3 separate regions of the Gossypium hirsutum genome follow, and regions 1 and 3 are each linked to region 2. The links are chromatin contacts, called in public Hi-C maps. All regions are on one chromosome and are shown on one strand. The core of a region is the stretch at or near the end of the contact, and the rest is flanking DNA. Distances in the headings are between cores, read along the strand shown. Region 1 holds the start of LOC121204974 (reticulon-like protein B3). Region 2 holds the start of LOC121204462 (E4 SUMO-protein ligase PIAL2). Region 3 holds the start of LOC107947595.

What was found. Hi-C and Micro-C count contacts between places; a contact is called where the count stands out from the background.
Region 1: a Hi-C map of leaf shows a contact between it and region 2, with 2.7 times the contacts expected there. The contact joins the promoter of LOC121204974 here to the promoter of LOC121204462 in region 2. A contact is called at or near these places in 3 of 34 Hi-C or Micro-C datasets (all in leaf).
Region 3: a contact with region 2 is called in a Hi-C map of leaf, with 1.9 times the contacts expected there. The contact joins the promoter of LOC107947595 here to the promoter of LOC121204462 in region 2. A contact is called at or near these places in 5 of 34 Hi-C or Micro-C datasets (hypocotyl and leaf).

What each region holds. Positions count from the first base shown.
Region 1 is chrA08:90,567,271-90,569,970 of Gossypium_hirsutum_v2.1, reverse strand. LOC121204974 (reticulon-like protein B3) reads left to right here and starts at 1,381. Exons shown (of 5, transcript XM_041075900.1): 1 at 1,381-2,700.
Region 2 is chrA08:90,760,728-90,763,427 of Gossypium_hirsutum_v2.1, reverse strand. It overlaps LOC121204462 (E4 SUMO-protein ligase PIAL2), which reads right to left and starts at 1,340. Exons shown (of 16, transcript XM_041074271.1): 1 at 1,091-1,340; 2 at 300-372; 3 at 26-91. The coding sequence starts at 1,251. It overlaps LOC107947560, which reads right to left. Exons shown (of 3, transcript XM_016882184.2): 3 at 2,298-2,682. The coding sequence ends at 2,544.
Region 3 is chrA08:90,625,112-90,627,811 of Gossypium_hirsutum_v2.1, reverse strand. It overlaps LOC107947595, which reads left to right and starts at 1,368. Exons shown (of 6, transcript XM_041074475.1): 1 at 1,368-1,662; 2 at 1,747-1,870; 3 at 2,613-2,668.

The DNA.
Region 1 (2,700 bases), core at 132-2,631, 190 kb after region 2:
TTAATTTAATTTAATTCATAATATGATATTTATAATTAATTAATTTAATAATATATTTTATAATTAAATTATATATATTTACATGATTAAAATCTAAAAATATCTTAGATTTTTAACATGCTTGCCGCCTCAACTTATGCTAAATGGCTTATTTGTCATTTTAGCCCTTTTTACTTTCTATTAATCTATAATTCAACTTTTACCCTTTATTCAATTTAGTCCTTTTTCCTAATTTCTCTTAATTAGGCTAAATTCACTTAATTAAAGCATATTTAAACACACAACTGGCCTAAAAAATATTCCTAATAAATATTTGCGAACCCATTTTGCTAAGACGGAGGCCTGATAATGTACTTTTTCGATGCTCGTGAATTTTGGGTCATTACATGACAAACTGTTTTGGATCACATGACCATGTGCTAGGCTATGTGAATACTACAACTTAAAACAATAAATACACACGGCTGTGTGACGGCCTATGTCTCTGGCAGTGTGCACCATTTTTTACTCTTAAAACAAGCAATTTCATGCACCATTCCTTGCACAACAAGACATGCCATATCTAGATCATTTCCTAGGTTCAAAAACACATTCAAATCATCAATTACATGCCAAAATTTCATTCATCCTATATTTAACCAATATATCCTTCAAAGGCACCATGATCAAAGGTTATTCCTTCAAACAACCAAGCTAAGAAGAACACATAACATTAACCACCTATTCATGATCAAACCATCAACCAAAATGGCCAAAGCATAGACATACTAAAAAATTACCATTCCAAAGTGTTAACATCTATCTCTTCACTATTAAGAATCAACCCAACCAAAAACATTTCAACTTCATAAGCCCAATCCAAAGATACAAAAAAGATGAAAAAAGATGAAAACTAGATATGCATAAACAAGTTAACTAGTCTATAAAAGAGAAACATCAATGCCTCTGAAATTATGAGGGTAATCAGTATTGGGAATTTACATATTTTTGTTTCCATTTCCTCTCCTTTTGAAGATGAAGGATGGCCCATCACTTATCCATTTTCTTGAGGTAAACAACAATTGTTCCTTTTCAAGTTTAAGGCTTAATCATATCCCATTTCTAGCTCCTTTACTTTTTTTTTTCTTCTTTTTTATTGCTTCTCCTTTTCAGGTTTATTGGGCTTTTTAAACCAGTTTCTCCCAAAGCCCAATCCAAATGTTAGTACATTGCCCCAGGCCCTAGCAATCTGGGTTGTTTTTAAGTTCTAAAATTCTCCTTATTTCTTTTAAGTATAAAAATATTCTTGGCCCTGCTTGCTGCTTTATTTGCCAATAACTGGGCCACAGTGGCATTTCTCACAACTACTAGACGCGCGCTGCAGAACTTAATTTTTAATTTTTCCAAGTGTAAGCAGATAAGGCATATTCGTTGAAGTTTGGAATGTTCTCTTTTTACAACCAAAGCAATATGCCATTGGCTTCTATGATAGCAGTGTGCCCTTATTTCGATTGTAGACTGCAGACCATAGCATTTGAAGCTCAAGTCCGTATTTTGTTGATTGAAAGCGTGCAAGCTGATATCATGAAGCCACTTAGAGGAGGCTATATATTTTCTTTCTGGATTGCTTTTTTTTTTAATCTTTACAGCACCAAATGAGGTACGTATTCCTACCCCTACTCTACTTTTGTCCAGCAATTGGTGTTTTTTTTTTCTTTATTCGTATTGTAGGGTCATCCAATACTTTATACTTCTTTTTCTCTGTATTATAAAACCTAAAGATGGAAGAAAAGGAAGTCTATGGGTGAAGAAAAGGGTAGCCTTTATATGTTTAACTGCCTACCGCAACACAACTTGTGAAGAGATGTTGATAATTTGAACTTGTGAAGAAAAGGGAATATGTCTTGGTTTGGTTGGGGTTTTGCCATTTTGGAAGCTGAGGGTGAGGGATAGCATTAGCAAAGCCCTTCATATTCCTAACAAGCCTTGAAAGGTTGCCCTCTATGACTAGAGGATGGTCATTATGGTTAATTCATGACAAAACAGTTCCCTCGATGAGCTGATTTATGACTATGCTAGTCAATGAGACATACATGTTTACTGGTTAGCTCCTGGATCTGTGGGGTTCAAATCTTAGATTTGTTGAATGCCGGTTCTTAACCGTGATTGAATGAATTGGTCACATAGGAACGGAACTGGATGTAGGGTCATCAACATCTGTCAACATAAGTAATAATCTTCCCATCCTGAAGACATTTCAATCTTCAAAAGGGTTATATGACAGAATTTGCTGTTTGTTTTTGAATTTGTGATGCTTTTTATGGCTACATCTTTCACGGATTTGTTGGGATATTCTTATTTGTTCCTCTTGTGGCCCTACGAGGAAACTCCCTTTGTGGCTGTCAGATAATTGTCTTAACCACTAACAAGAAGTCCCAAAAATTTACAATGCATGCTTCCACAGCCTAAATTCCTCTAGTTGCAAATCGAGCTTCAAATTTCACCCACATTTTGTCAGATGTATGCATTATCAGATTACAAGTGTGAGTAGTAATAAATGATAAGGAATAAGACACATGTCCTGCACCTTCTTTTAAAACATGTAAATATATATTCAATATCATGTTAATTAAACTTTTCTTATTTTTATACTCGAGAAGGCGGTATTAGTTGTATTTGTATATTGATGAACCTTTTCCTAGAAACATCTTTCTAGATTAT
Region 2 (2,700 bases), core at 91-2,590:
TCTAGATGAAAGTATTCAGAAGTACCTTTACTGATATCATCAACACCATAATAGCTGCTTGTAAGAAGAGGTCATTTCTGTGTTGACATATCTATAAAGCAGAGAAACATATTGGTGACATACATATTATTTGCAAAGACAAAAACATAATACTCCAATTCCGTTTGTTAGCTGATATGAGAACAGTTATCATCAGATGGAAGGAGTAAAAAAATCTACAAGTGGTGCTTGCAACAAAAATAGGTAAAGGTCAATATAATTAAATGATAACATCTACGGGAGTAGAACTTAAGCCATACCTGCTTCAACAATAGAGGTAATTCTTGCGCTTTAGCAGGAACCTCATTGTTGGCAATTGCATAATCAATGCCTCTGCACAATTCAAACAAATAATTATGAAATCAAAAGTAAGAATATATCAAATCCTATTCAAGTGGAATCAAATAATATGGGACAGTGGAACAAGCATAGACAAAACAGAATAAAGCATGAACTCACATACAGAGCTAAATTCAAAACAAAATTGAAACAATCACTAATGCAAAATTAAAATCCATTTTCAATATTTGAACAAAAGAAAAACATCAAAGCTTAAATTCTCCTAGTCCATAATCACCACTCACGCATAGCTTACAAACCAAATGAGAATACACAACTGTCAAGAACCTTCTTTTTTTTTTTTTTAAACATACAATAAAAACATGGAAAATTAAAGCACTTTTAGGGATGAAAAGAGATCTGAAATGATAAATTACAGTCCACATTCGTTCAAGAAAACACGCAACTTCAAAACCAAAATAATTGAATCTCTAACCAAACTTCACTAAATTGCACAAACTAAAACCTAAGTTACCCGGAGTTTTATTTTCTCTAAAACATCCATATTGGACATTTGAATCCGAGTACACTCAGATGCAAATATGGGTATCATTCCCAAATATATGAAGAACTTATAAAATTAGAACAGGCATACCCGTGTTCGACAGTTAACGAAAGCAAAATCAAGCAACAGACAACAATGTAAAGATATGGAAGCATCCTTTTTTGGTAGGACAAAAAATATATATATTAATATAAACAAGAAACGTGCCTGGCGAGAGAGAGGCACAGGCTGAAGAACTCCGAGCTTTGAGGCTGTCTACCAGGCTGAGTATGAGTAGCCAAGCGCTCAGCTACGGCCGCCACTCGAAACGAATTCACCACAGACGCCGATATTGGCTGCCCCGACGCCGCCGGCGGGACCGCCGTCATTTGTTTGTTCTCCCAAGGGTATCGACGAAAAAAGTGAAAAGAAGAAATAAACAGCTTCTTATGTTCGCTTCTCTCAATCGAATTTTGAATTTGGATCCATCAGGATAAAATATTATTATATATAGGTAGAGGTTGTACATGTCCTGGGCCGCTGGCCCGAAGGGATGGCCAAAAAAATAAAACAATTTTGTTAAAAATATAAATTCGAAAAATAGATTTAAAAAATAAAACATAAAGTTATTTAGAAAATAAATCGGATTTTAGGTAAGGTATTTGCTTCAAATTCAGCTCAACCCAAATTTCCAACAAAAACAACTTATTGTTATTTTTTTATGTTTTGCTGTTGTTTTCTTATTTTTTGATATTATTTTGTTATCATTTTACTATTATTTTATTACTATTTTAGAAATATCTGATTATTAAATTGTATTTAATTTAGTGTTATTTAAGTATACATATTTTTAATTTATTTTTAATTTACTAAAAAATATTTATTTTAATATTTGTAGTGTATTTGATATATTATATTTTTTAATTTTTTATATAAAAAATAAAAATAAATTAAATTAATATAGATCAAGTCCGAATTTTAATATTTTTATCTGTATTGAGTTTGAACAGAAATTCTAATTTATTTTTCAGACTAAATCCAAATCTAATAATCTGACCTTAAAAATTTATTAAAATTTGACTTGAACCTAACCCGGCACATAAATAATTTTAAAATAATTTTAAGGTGTCTGAGGCTTTAAATACAGAAGATATTTAAATACAGAAGATACATTACGGCTCTGTTTGTTTGCCAATAAAATATTTTCCGAAAAATAATTTCTGAATAATGATTTACTATTCTGGTGTTTGGATAAATCTGTATAAATATTTTCTGTTATTTGACAGATTTTTAAAAATATTTTTCGAAAAAACTATTTTTACATATATTAATAAATTTATATTTTAAATTATTCTTATATATATTGCAATGATTTATTTATTTAAATTATTATTAAGCTAGAATATACATTAGAAAATAAAAGAGAGAAGAACAATGCAAAATGTGAAATATTTAAAATTAACCTTTGCTGTCAGAGCACAAAAATCTTTGCGTCTTAATGCATGTTATTTCAAATGTTTGTCATCAGTAACTCAATGCAATGCAAGCATTGCTAGCACCAAATAATTTTAAAACTAAAACCAGTCGTTGGCTAGTAACTGAAACAGCCTATGGCCACCGTATAGAACGTGCAATGTCGAGCGTTGAGCTGGTCATCAATGCTAAAGGGAAGAGCTGCAAATCACATCTGTTGGGGATTTGACAGCAGAGGAAGGGGGACAGTGCTATACGGAACAACCTTATTAGCTGTGCTATAAAGATATAGCTGCGGACAGTGCGGATGGGCCTCCAAAGCTGCATCAACCACCGCTCTAAACTTTCTGTAGTAGGAACCACAA
Region 3 (2,700 bases), core at 119-2,618, 140 kb after region 2:
AAAATACATAGAGTTCATTAAAATTATAAATATTTCATAAAAATTTCAAAAAAAAAGCATAAAGTACACATAGATTATCATGTAAGCTACCATGTTTAAAAATTTAGAATTTTAATGTATTTCCATTAAAAAAAAGCAAATACTCTTTTTGAAAGATTGGTCAAATTTCTCCTTTTAAAAGACTGAGGAATGAATTTAACTAAAAAAATAAGAGTCAAATTAATAAAAAAATATAACTGTTAAGGGCTAAATTTATCATTATATTTAAAAAAGACATATGTGCTAATTTATATGTGGAAACCAAACTTAAGTAAATATATATATTTACCTTTCCATAAAGAAAATTTTGACCTTTTACCCTAATAATAATAAGATATTAATAAATGGTGGGCCAAATAACGGTTGGCCATGGAAAAGAAGACCTTTTTACAACTTGTAAGGGCTTGTTTATTTGTGCTTCCAAAAGAACTTTCATCCAAAAAGTGTTTTTCCCTTAAATTATTTACTGAACAAACTCCAGTTCAACTTAAAAAGCCCGTTTAACAAGTCCTTTTTCTTCCATTGAAAAAGTTGAAATTTTTAACTTTTTTTCTAGGCCAAAAGTGCTTTTAGTTAGTTAATTACCTTTTTGTCCTCATAATTTTTCACAGTAACAATTTTTTTCTTAGTTAATTAAAAATTTTAAAAATGTTATGAATATCTTATTAAGTGGATGTTCATCATGATCAAGGTAAAATTTTAATTTACTTTAAATTTTAATAGTTATTAGAATTAGATCTTTGCTTCTTTTATACTTATTATGCCTAGAAATAGAGACTTTGATGAAGTATTGTAATCATCCCATTGATCAATAAAATACATTATCTATTACTTCTCATATTTTCTTTGTTCTTTACTCTCTTTATTTTATAACACATTATCAGCAAGATCTTTCTCAAAGTGATAGTTCCTTTTGTCGACGATCAAATTTATTCTTCATGATTTTCAATATCTTTGACGATAAAATACAATTTTTTTTACAAGAAGTTTCTTTTATTTAATATTTCATATCTGATTATTATTTTTCATTCTTCTTTCATTATACGTTATCGTTGTTTTGATTAACTTGTTTTACTTTTTGTTCTTAAGGATGGTGAAAGATTTGATACCATTACCTATATGAAATCGAGAAGTAAAATTCACTCTCCAAGTTTACTTTTTAATATTTGTTTAGGGATGATCTCTTTTTTTTATTACAAAAGAAGGTTTATAATCACTACTTCTCATCCATGGTAATGTAAGCCAAACTAATCAACTTATTCTAAAATTTAATTTGATTTCTATTAAAAAATTAAATTTATATAATTTACTATCCGGATGCTTTACGTGGTTCACATGAATGGCTTAGCCATTCTCCCCCTTATTCAATACAATAAAACTTTTCAGGGGTTTGGTTGGCTGTAAACCTATTCCTTTAAATAACCATTACAGTTTGAACAGCCATTACAGCCTGATTCCTCAAAACCTGTGAATAGCTATTCAATGCCACCTCCTCTGAATAGTTATTCAAAGCTTTCAGTAATATACAAAATTATTTTTCTTTCCTTTTCTACCCATCTCACATCATTTTGAACTCCCAACTCCCATATGAGATTTTTTCAACAAATTTTAAAGATTATGCGAGTATGAAATTTCTCTTTTTTATATAAACTTTCTCTTCTTTTACTTTCTCTTTACTCTCACCATTCCCCCAATATACCCGTGTAGAACGTTTGGAGTGAGCAGGAAGAGGGGTTTGAAAGAACAACAGCAGCAGCCATGGCGAAGAAGATCAGCGTAACAAAGAAAGCCTTGATTCCAGGTTTAATCAAATCCTCAAGAATGTCCAAGGGTACCTCTTTCTAATCTTTCCAATTTCCCATTACTTTTCTTCCTCTATTTTCTTTCTGGTTTCTTAATGCTGATTTTGGATTGTTCTTTTTTATTGGATTTAGAGAAGTACCTTCTGATCTTTCAAATTTTAGTTTTGATTCTAAATTCCTGTGGAAGAAATTTTCCTCTTTAGGGGGAAATTTTGATTTCGCAAAAATTTTCAATTAGGTTTATTGGCATAAAAGTCAAGTTATTTCCAGCTTGAGATTCTTATTATAATTGATATTTTGGTTTCAGTGTATGTGCCCTTGCTTTTTATTTGTATATGTTGTCGTACTTGCTATAAAGAGATTCTGATTTAGCAATCTCTTTTACAATACAATTAGCGTTTGGTTACATGATGCTAATGTTGGTATTTTTCTTAAATGTGTTATTGAATGGAAAGTTTATAGCAATCTCTTTTACATGTCAAGGTTCTAATCATCTGTTGTGTACTGCACTTTTTATAGTAGAATGAAAAAAAAAAATTTGGCTTGTAGAAGCTGAATATGGAGATAAATTGCTTATTGCAGGATAATTTTGCCTTCTTCCAGAAATTGTTGTATTTCATTCTTCAAATATCGTTTGCAAACTCTTTAACTTCTTTGCTTGTTTTGTCTGACAATTTTTTTGTTCCCTATGTGAAGCTAGAACAATATTTGATGTTGACATTGACAATTTTGAATAAAAGCCGTGGAAATATCCTGGTGTTGATCTTTCAGGCTTCTTTAACTTTGGTCTAAATGAGGAGAGCTGGAAAGATTATTGCAAACAACTGGTAATTACTACAGTGATTCTTTATATTTAGTT